Linked DNA regions of Anas platyrhynchos: region 2 is linked to region 1. The links are chromatin contacts, called in public Hi-C maps. All regions are on one chromosome and are shown on one strand. Each heading gives the region's core, a stretch centred on a gene start, on an enhancer-like site or on the middle of the called end of the contact. The rest is flanking DNA. Distances are from core to core; before and after follow the strand shown.

Region 1 (3,515 bases), core at 293-2,792:
CCAGGGACCCGTGTGTGAGAGGCTAGGAGGGATCCAAATTCATGCCCATAAAGTTTAAGGTAGGAAAAGTTCCTGCATCAGTTTTTCCCCAGCCTCCTGGCTATCTCAGGAGTCCTCAGGATTTGGGATTAGGAAGAGCTGCAGTTTTGTGGCACTCAGGACTGCATTAGAAACTTCCCGAGAGCAGTACCCATTTTCTGGTCTCAAATAAAAGAGAAAAATCGTTTGCTGTTTGAGTCCACTTGTAGCAAACCCCAGTTCCTGAAAGAGCCAGCAGCAAATGCATGTCTTGGACCACCTTTTGTTCATTAAAGACAATTTATCTGTGCTTTGTTTGTGCTTGTCTCTGTGGCAGCTCGCCTAGGTCTGCGTAGAAAGGCAGTGGAAAGGGAATTTTTCCTTCCTTGGCGGACCATGCCAGGAAGAAAACAGAGCTCCGTGCCCGGCTCACTCCAAGGCTTCACAGTTTTCTTCACGTTTTATAGTTTGACATTGAGGAGCCATCAGCAGGCTGTGAGCTCTCTTAGGAGTTAGCAGCCCCACTCAGGATGCATTTGGGTCTCCAAAATCCTGGGTCTCCAAAATCCCAGGTCTCCTGGGTCCACCAACCCTTCCTGCACACCCATGGGCAAACTCATGCTGCTGCTGTTTGACTGCAGGAGTCACTAAGAGCTCTGCAAGATGGCTCAGCCCTTAAATCCTGCTTCAAGTGGCATGGTGAACCTAGATACTGAGGTGTGCTGCCTCTCCGTTTCCCCAAGCCTTCCACTTTACAGCTTCACGCTCCCTGAAAATGTGCAGTTACAGTTTAAGCCTCACTGCTTCATTCAAGCTGTCTGTTTAAATTCCTTTTTTATTTTTTTTTCCTTCAAGAGGGAGATGAGGAGAAGCAATTGTCCCACAACTGCTGCCAATTCTTCGCTGGCTGACACTTAAATATAAGGAAAACTCAGCAAAACATAGAATCTGTAAAGGGGGAGAGGGATCTCAAACGAAACCATGGGAATTGGAGCTGGTTTGAAACAAAAGCCCTATTATTTGTTGTGGGCTTCGTCTTTGCAGTGTGTCAGGCACTGCAGACCTCCGCTGTTGGGACACAGAGGGGGAAATCTCAGCTGGAGCAGAAGAGTCCTCTGAAGATGCAACTGCGAAGGAGCGTGAGGCACCCTCTTCCTTTCCATCCCCGTTACATCTGGAATTGTTTCCCCCTGTTATTCAATAGCACTCCGACAGCAATCCTCTGCCGTTCTTTACTAAGTTTTCAAATAAGGCCTCAGATCGTTTTTAGTGGTGAGTCACTCTGAAATTACAAAAGACTGTTTTTGAGCATTTTCCTTGTAATTTCTCTGTGTAATCCTGGAGACGCGGTAGCTTTTTTCTGCGTCTGCCTGTCCTGGATGTGAGAGAAGTCAAAGACCCACTTCTGGATATTGTCTTTGCAGAGAGCTCGGGGCTCTTTTTTTCAATGAGCTTTAAGGAATGGAAGGAAACCTGGTTTAATGCTTTAGCCAGAGCACAGGATGGAATAGTTAAAGGCAGTTTTTTGCATGCTGCACAGCCCCTGTGCCACTGTTGAGGAGGTGGGGCAGGAGTTTTGGACCACATTGTTCTGTGCGATGCGGAGCAAATTCCTCATGGGACTTCCTAGACCTCAGTAGGCAAAGTTGGCCAAAGGCTCCTGTTCCTGCGTTGCTTTTGACCTCTTGTTCGTCCTTCCTTGTGCAAAACAATGCAACAGTCATGGGAGAAAAGCTCTTCAGTTCCTGTGGATCTTCACAGCTTGCAAAAGATTCAGCATTTGCGTAGCTCCTGCTAAAACAATTTCCTCTGCAAAAATCATTTAATAGAAGCTGAGAAAGTAGTGCTTTCACTTCAAGGGGCAGATCTCAGGCTGAGACAAAAGCAGCTGAGCTCAGGTTTTTATCGTAATTACCTTATTTTAGGAATTAAAGTGAAAAGTGGCTTATGGTGAGCCAAAAGGTTATCACAGAGTGGCTGAATCAAAAGACAGAAGGAGAGATATTAGTGATTTTTGGACTCATCCCTTCGGTGGCACATCCCAGTCAGGTGCTTCTTCAGCAGCTCATGTCACACCAGCACCGCTTTGCTTTTCCTCAAGCAGATGTTTTGCTAACTGTGCTCGTGTCCCTGGGGACAAAGAGTGAGTGCATATGATTGGGAAGGTGATTTGATAGGACTGAAAAGGAAAAAAGTTTCAAATTGAGGTCAATATTGAGTGTTTACGTCCATTGGGCACACAGCGTTTGATTTCCTTAGTTCTCCCCCTTCCCACTCCACTTACCTCTCTCTGCCATGTACATTTTTATATAGCATGGGATAGAGGTTTATAAAGTGGAGACTTTTACGGATCTTTAACTTGCAGTGTGATGTTGGGACAGCCAAAATCTAGCGTGTTGCCAAAAAGCAGGATGCTGCCTTGCAGTCCCTGGGGCTTCAGTCTAGTCTGAGTTGTCCGCTTGCTTGGGACTGTGCCAAGGCTGAATTTCATTCCTCAGATTATAAATCCTTCTGCTTTCTGTCTGAGGGAAAATCCTGCATGTATGTTCCAGGATCCAAAATTCCTACTGTGGGAGAACAGGCACTATGCTGTGTCTTTTCCATGTCCTTTCTTGCCACTCTGATGGTGGCTAGTAGCAAGGGGGACACCACCAGGTAAATCGTCCCCTAGGTGATGAGACGAGTGCTGCAATAGACTTTTGCTGAGGCTGGAAGATGTGGTTGCTGCATCAAGGTGCCCTACTGTGGCGGGCAGAGCAAGAGCTGCTGCCAGAGCCCCCAGCAGCATCCCAGAGCAATTGAAGGCAGATATGGGAACAGATGAGCAGCACAGCATGGATTCAGTGCTGCTCCCATCCCGCTGTCCTGAATATTGAGGCAGCAACACCTATTTTCCAGATCCTGGGAGGCTACTGCCCATACCCTGCTATGAGCTCTGTCTTGTCCACCCCAGGACATCTAGACAGGTCTTTGTTTTGACACCATTCTTTCCATTCCTGTTTTGCATCATATTTTGCAAGAAGCATTTTTTTTATTATTATTATTATTACTATTATTTTGTCCCCCATCCCCCTCAGGCTATTCTTTCGTTCTTTATCCCAAGCAGTTTTCAATAGTTTGGAGTTATTTCGTATTTATATGATAATTCTCAGAAGTGCAAATAGAAAGCAAAGCCACGTTGTGCTGGGCATTTTTCTAACATGTTGTAAGAAATGTATCTCACCCCTATGATCTTACAGGCAAAGTCAATTACACAGACAAATGATGAGTGACAGCCCTTGTCCCAGTTCCCAAAGGAAGTTTGTACAGGAACTGGAAACTGAGCCCCTGTGCTACAAGTCCCAAAGCCAGAAGCAGAAGTCTGTCCTTCTCCAAATCTTATTAATAGACATTATTTCTCTGCATGGAGGGCTTTTCTGAGTTACTGGTATGGGACTTAAATATTTTCATGTTGGATTTCATCCTGCTAGTTTGAGGTGGACACACTATAATGAATT
Region 2 (3,330 bases), core at 809-3,308, 100 kb before region 1:
ACAGCATGAGATTTTGTTTCTGATAAACTAGGAGCTGCTGCAGGAATATTAATTATTTTTGTTGTATCAATGTTTTACATTTCTTTCCGCGCTGCTGTACGGTGAACAAGATGGATGAAGTCTATGGCCTGGTTTCAGGCTGCCTTTTGGGGGCTCCCAAAGTCCTGAGCAAAAATGTAAAGACTGTGCAGACATTTGGGAGGCAGGAGGGGTGCTTCTCTGCTTATTTTAGCGTGGGGTTTGGAAGCTGTGGGCTCCGTTCCCTGCCTCTCTGCTCAATCCTTTTACAATATCACGTGGAGTCAAATTATTGAAAAGTTTCAGGATGCCTGAAGACAGAGGCCTAAGGGGAAACTGAAGGCATTTCGGCACCTGGATGCTTTAGAAAATCTTGTGGGCTGCCTCTGTAATGCTCCATCGTCCAGAACTTCCCAGTGGGGCAAGACTGCAGGAGGCATTTTGCTGCTTTTATCGATGCACTGGGAGGAGAAACACCCACAGACTGGGAGGTGCTGGAGCCCACAAAGGCACACATGAGATTTTTCAGTAAAGAAGCAAGCACGGAAGGAACAGAGCCCATCAGAGGTTATTTATCCTCTGAGCCCAAACTGAGGCTGCTTTGGGTTTCACTCTGCATGGGAACAGAAGGTTGTGTAAACAGTTTTGGGACCATATATTAGATGGCGATGTCCTTGGGACAAAAACCTTGACTCCTTTGTGGTGAAATTACTAGGAAACACTACAAAGAAATGTTTTACACATCATTCCTTGAGATGTAGCTCTCATCCTGGTGCAGCTTGAAGCAACTTTATCAGGGTCCATGGCATGAATGCAGTCACGTAGGTCGGGTCCTGAAGGTTTGACTCAGTCAACACCATCTTTGAAGTCAACAAGGCTGAAGTTATTGCCTGATAGGAGGAGTAGCCCATCTGGGATTTCTCAAATTAATGAACTTTAATAATAAAAATGATGATAAAAATATGTAGAATATATATATATAGAAAAGATATTGTCAGCTGCTTTGTTTGTTTCTGGATGTGGGGGGTTTATATGTTTAGTCTTAAATGTTTTTCACTTGGATATGTTGTAGCCAGATTTCATGTCCTCAGGAATTGCTGAGTAAAAGCATTCAGTAACAATAATAACAGAGGGTGTGCTTTCATAATCCTCACAAAATCGATAAAGTGGACGTGAAAGCTGCTTCTTGGCCTGGGTGTCGGGGTTCTCCCCAGTACTGAGCATTGCGACCCCTTAATTTTCATGGAGGCCTTCACGCTGGAGCTTATCAAATAAGAGAAATAAGAGCTTATCAAATAGGAGAACCAATAAAAGACATCAGCAATGTTTCTCTCCACATACTGGAGCTATTCAGGCAGCTTTTTTTTTTTTTTTTTTTTTTTTTTCCCTCTTGGCATTTGTTTAGTCTCTTTGGTAGCTCTGCCGGGTTGAGTTTTATCCCATGCGGAGAGCGATTATGAGCGGGGACGCATCAGCTGAGCCGTATGAAAGTAGAAAATAAATAATTTCAGCGGCGAACCCAAGGAGAAGACTCCCCAGCAGTTTCATTTTCGAGCCGGATTGCTTCAAGTTTAGCTTCGGTTCATTCCCAGGGGGGCTGCACGCGTGCTGCCAGGGTGGGATGTCCCCCACCACCCTTGGGATGTCACCCCCCTGGGACATGCCGTGTCCTCGTCCCCATGTCCCCAAACCCCGAGGGGGCTGTGGGGGGGCTCAGCTTGTCCCCAGGGGGGTTTCCTAATGGGAAGGCGGTTTTGTGGGGCTAGGGGGGGACACTTTGTGGGGTGCACGGTGAAAGGGGGGGGTTGTGCGGCGGGGGAGAAAGGGTGGTGGGAGGTATAGCGGGGGGTATGAGGGGGGTATGAGGGGACCCGGGGGGGGTCCGAGGGGGTCCGGGGGGGGCCCATCCGCCGCAAAAGGGTTAAGGGGAGCGGCGGCTCGGCGGGGAGGGCGGGGGCTGCCCGGGATTGGTGCGAAGTTTGGAGCGGGGCGGCCCCGCACCGCCCTCCGCGGCGGCTCGGCCCCCACCGCCACAAAGCCCTGCAGGGAAAGTTGCTCCCGAGCCCGGCTCCTTGCTCTCCGCCAGCTCCCCCCCCCCCACGGCCCCTAACCACCCTCCTCCTCCTCCTCCTTCTCTCCTCCTCCTCTTCCTCCCCCCTCCCTCTAACCTTTCCCCCTCCCGGCTCTTTAAACGGGATTCCGGCTCGGAGGGCCGCGGGACGGCATCCCCGGGCATCCCTGGCAGGTCCCGCTGCCCCCCTCCCCACTCGCAGCCCCCCCCCAAGGGAAGCAAGCAGCGTTACGACCCCCCCTTTCTTCATCACCCCCTTTCCTTCCCACCCCACCTCCCCTTTCCCCTTCGCTCCTCGCCGGTGGCTCCCCGCTGGCAAACCCCCACCCGGGGGGGCTGCGGGGATTTCGGAGGAGCCCCCCTCCAGCTCTGTGGGACCGGGGACACCCTCTTCTTCTACCCCTTTCCCCCCCCCCCGAAGGCAGCCCCTGCGGTTTTGGGGCCGGGGGGGGGTTTGGAGATGAGGTAGAAGCCGGCGGCGGAGCGCCCCGCCGGGCGCCGTGGCCGCGGAGAGCATGAAGCGACGGGGATGGGCGGCATTGCTCGGTGCTAGAGCCCCGCAGGCAGCCGAGGTAAGTCCTTAATTGTCCCCCCCACACACACCCGGACCCCCCAACCCACTTACAACCCATGTCACACCTGGTGCCATCGCCCCCACCCCATCCCGCGATCCCCCGCCGCGTCCCCGTAGTAAATCCCGGCTGGGGGATGGCTTAAAGCTGAGCCCCCCTCCTCCTGGAAAAAGGGGGAGCCCCTTTCTTGGGGTGTGTATTTGTGTGTGTGTGCCCCCCCCGTGTGCCACGGTGACCCCAAACCTGGTGGTGAGGGAGCTTTGGTGGATGCTGAGCGGGTTGCGTGTCCCCTGGGGGCACGGGGTGTTCCCAGCGGGGGCTTTACAAGGGGGAGGAATTCAGGCAGTGTTTAGAGAGTGAGAGTTTGATTAGGGGGGGGACACTGGGAGGGGGTAATTACCCTAAACCTGAGCTACCCCGCTTGCGCGTCTGGCCGCGAAGGCATCTTCAAGAATCCGGATAATTTAATGCGGTTTTGCTGTGGGACGCACCTCTGGCGGGCAGGGAAAGCAGCGGGGCTTGGCTTGGCTTTTTGGGGGGGAAGAGAAAAAGGAGGAGAGGGACGAGGAGAGCTGGTGGGAGAAGTTGTGGGGTGCACGGAGCAGGGCTGAGAGCTCCGAGGCGGCCGCACGAAGTTTGCTGGGTGCCGGTGGGCAAGGAAGGGTTCCT

Evidence for each region. A called contact is a pair of places that touch in the nucleus more often than the background predicts.
Region 2: a Hi-C map of subcutaneous adipose tissue shows a contact between it and region 1, with 2.0 times the contacts expected there. The contact joins the promoter of FGFRL1 here to the enhancer-like site in region 1. A contact is called at or near these places in 2 of 8 Hi-C or Micro-C datasets (skeletal muscle and subcutaneous adipose tissue).

The regions. Positions count from the first base shown.
Region 1 is chr4:73,394,053-73,397,567 of IASCAAS_PekinDuck_T2T, reverse strand. The region is part of intron 3 of FGFRL1 (fibroblast growth factor receptor like 1); the gene reads left to right. Among named protein-coding and RNA genes, the nearest start is that of FGFRL1, 100 kb to the left of the region's middle. Within about 2 kb of position 1,542, at least 1 of the 8 cell types and tissues checked has an H3K27ac peak or open chromatin away from gene starts, as enhancers often do. A contact at or near this core is called in subcutaneous adipose tissue, where this site is marked.
Region 2 is chr4:73,496,833-73,500,162 of IASCAAS_PekinDuck_T2T, reverse strand. FGFRL1 (fibroblast growth factor receptor like 1) reads left to right here and starts at 2,058. Exons shown (of 7, transcript XM_027455723.3): 1 at 2,058-2,661.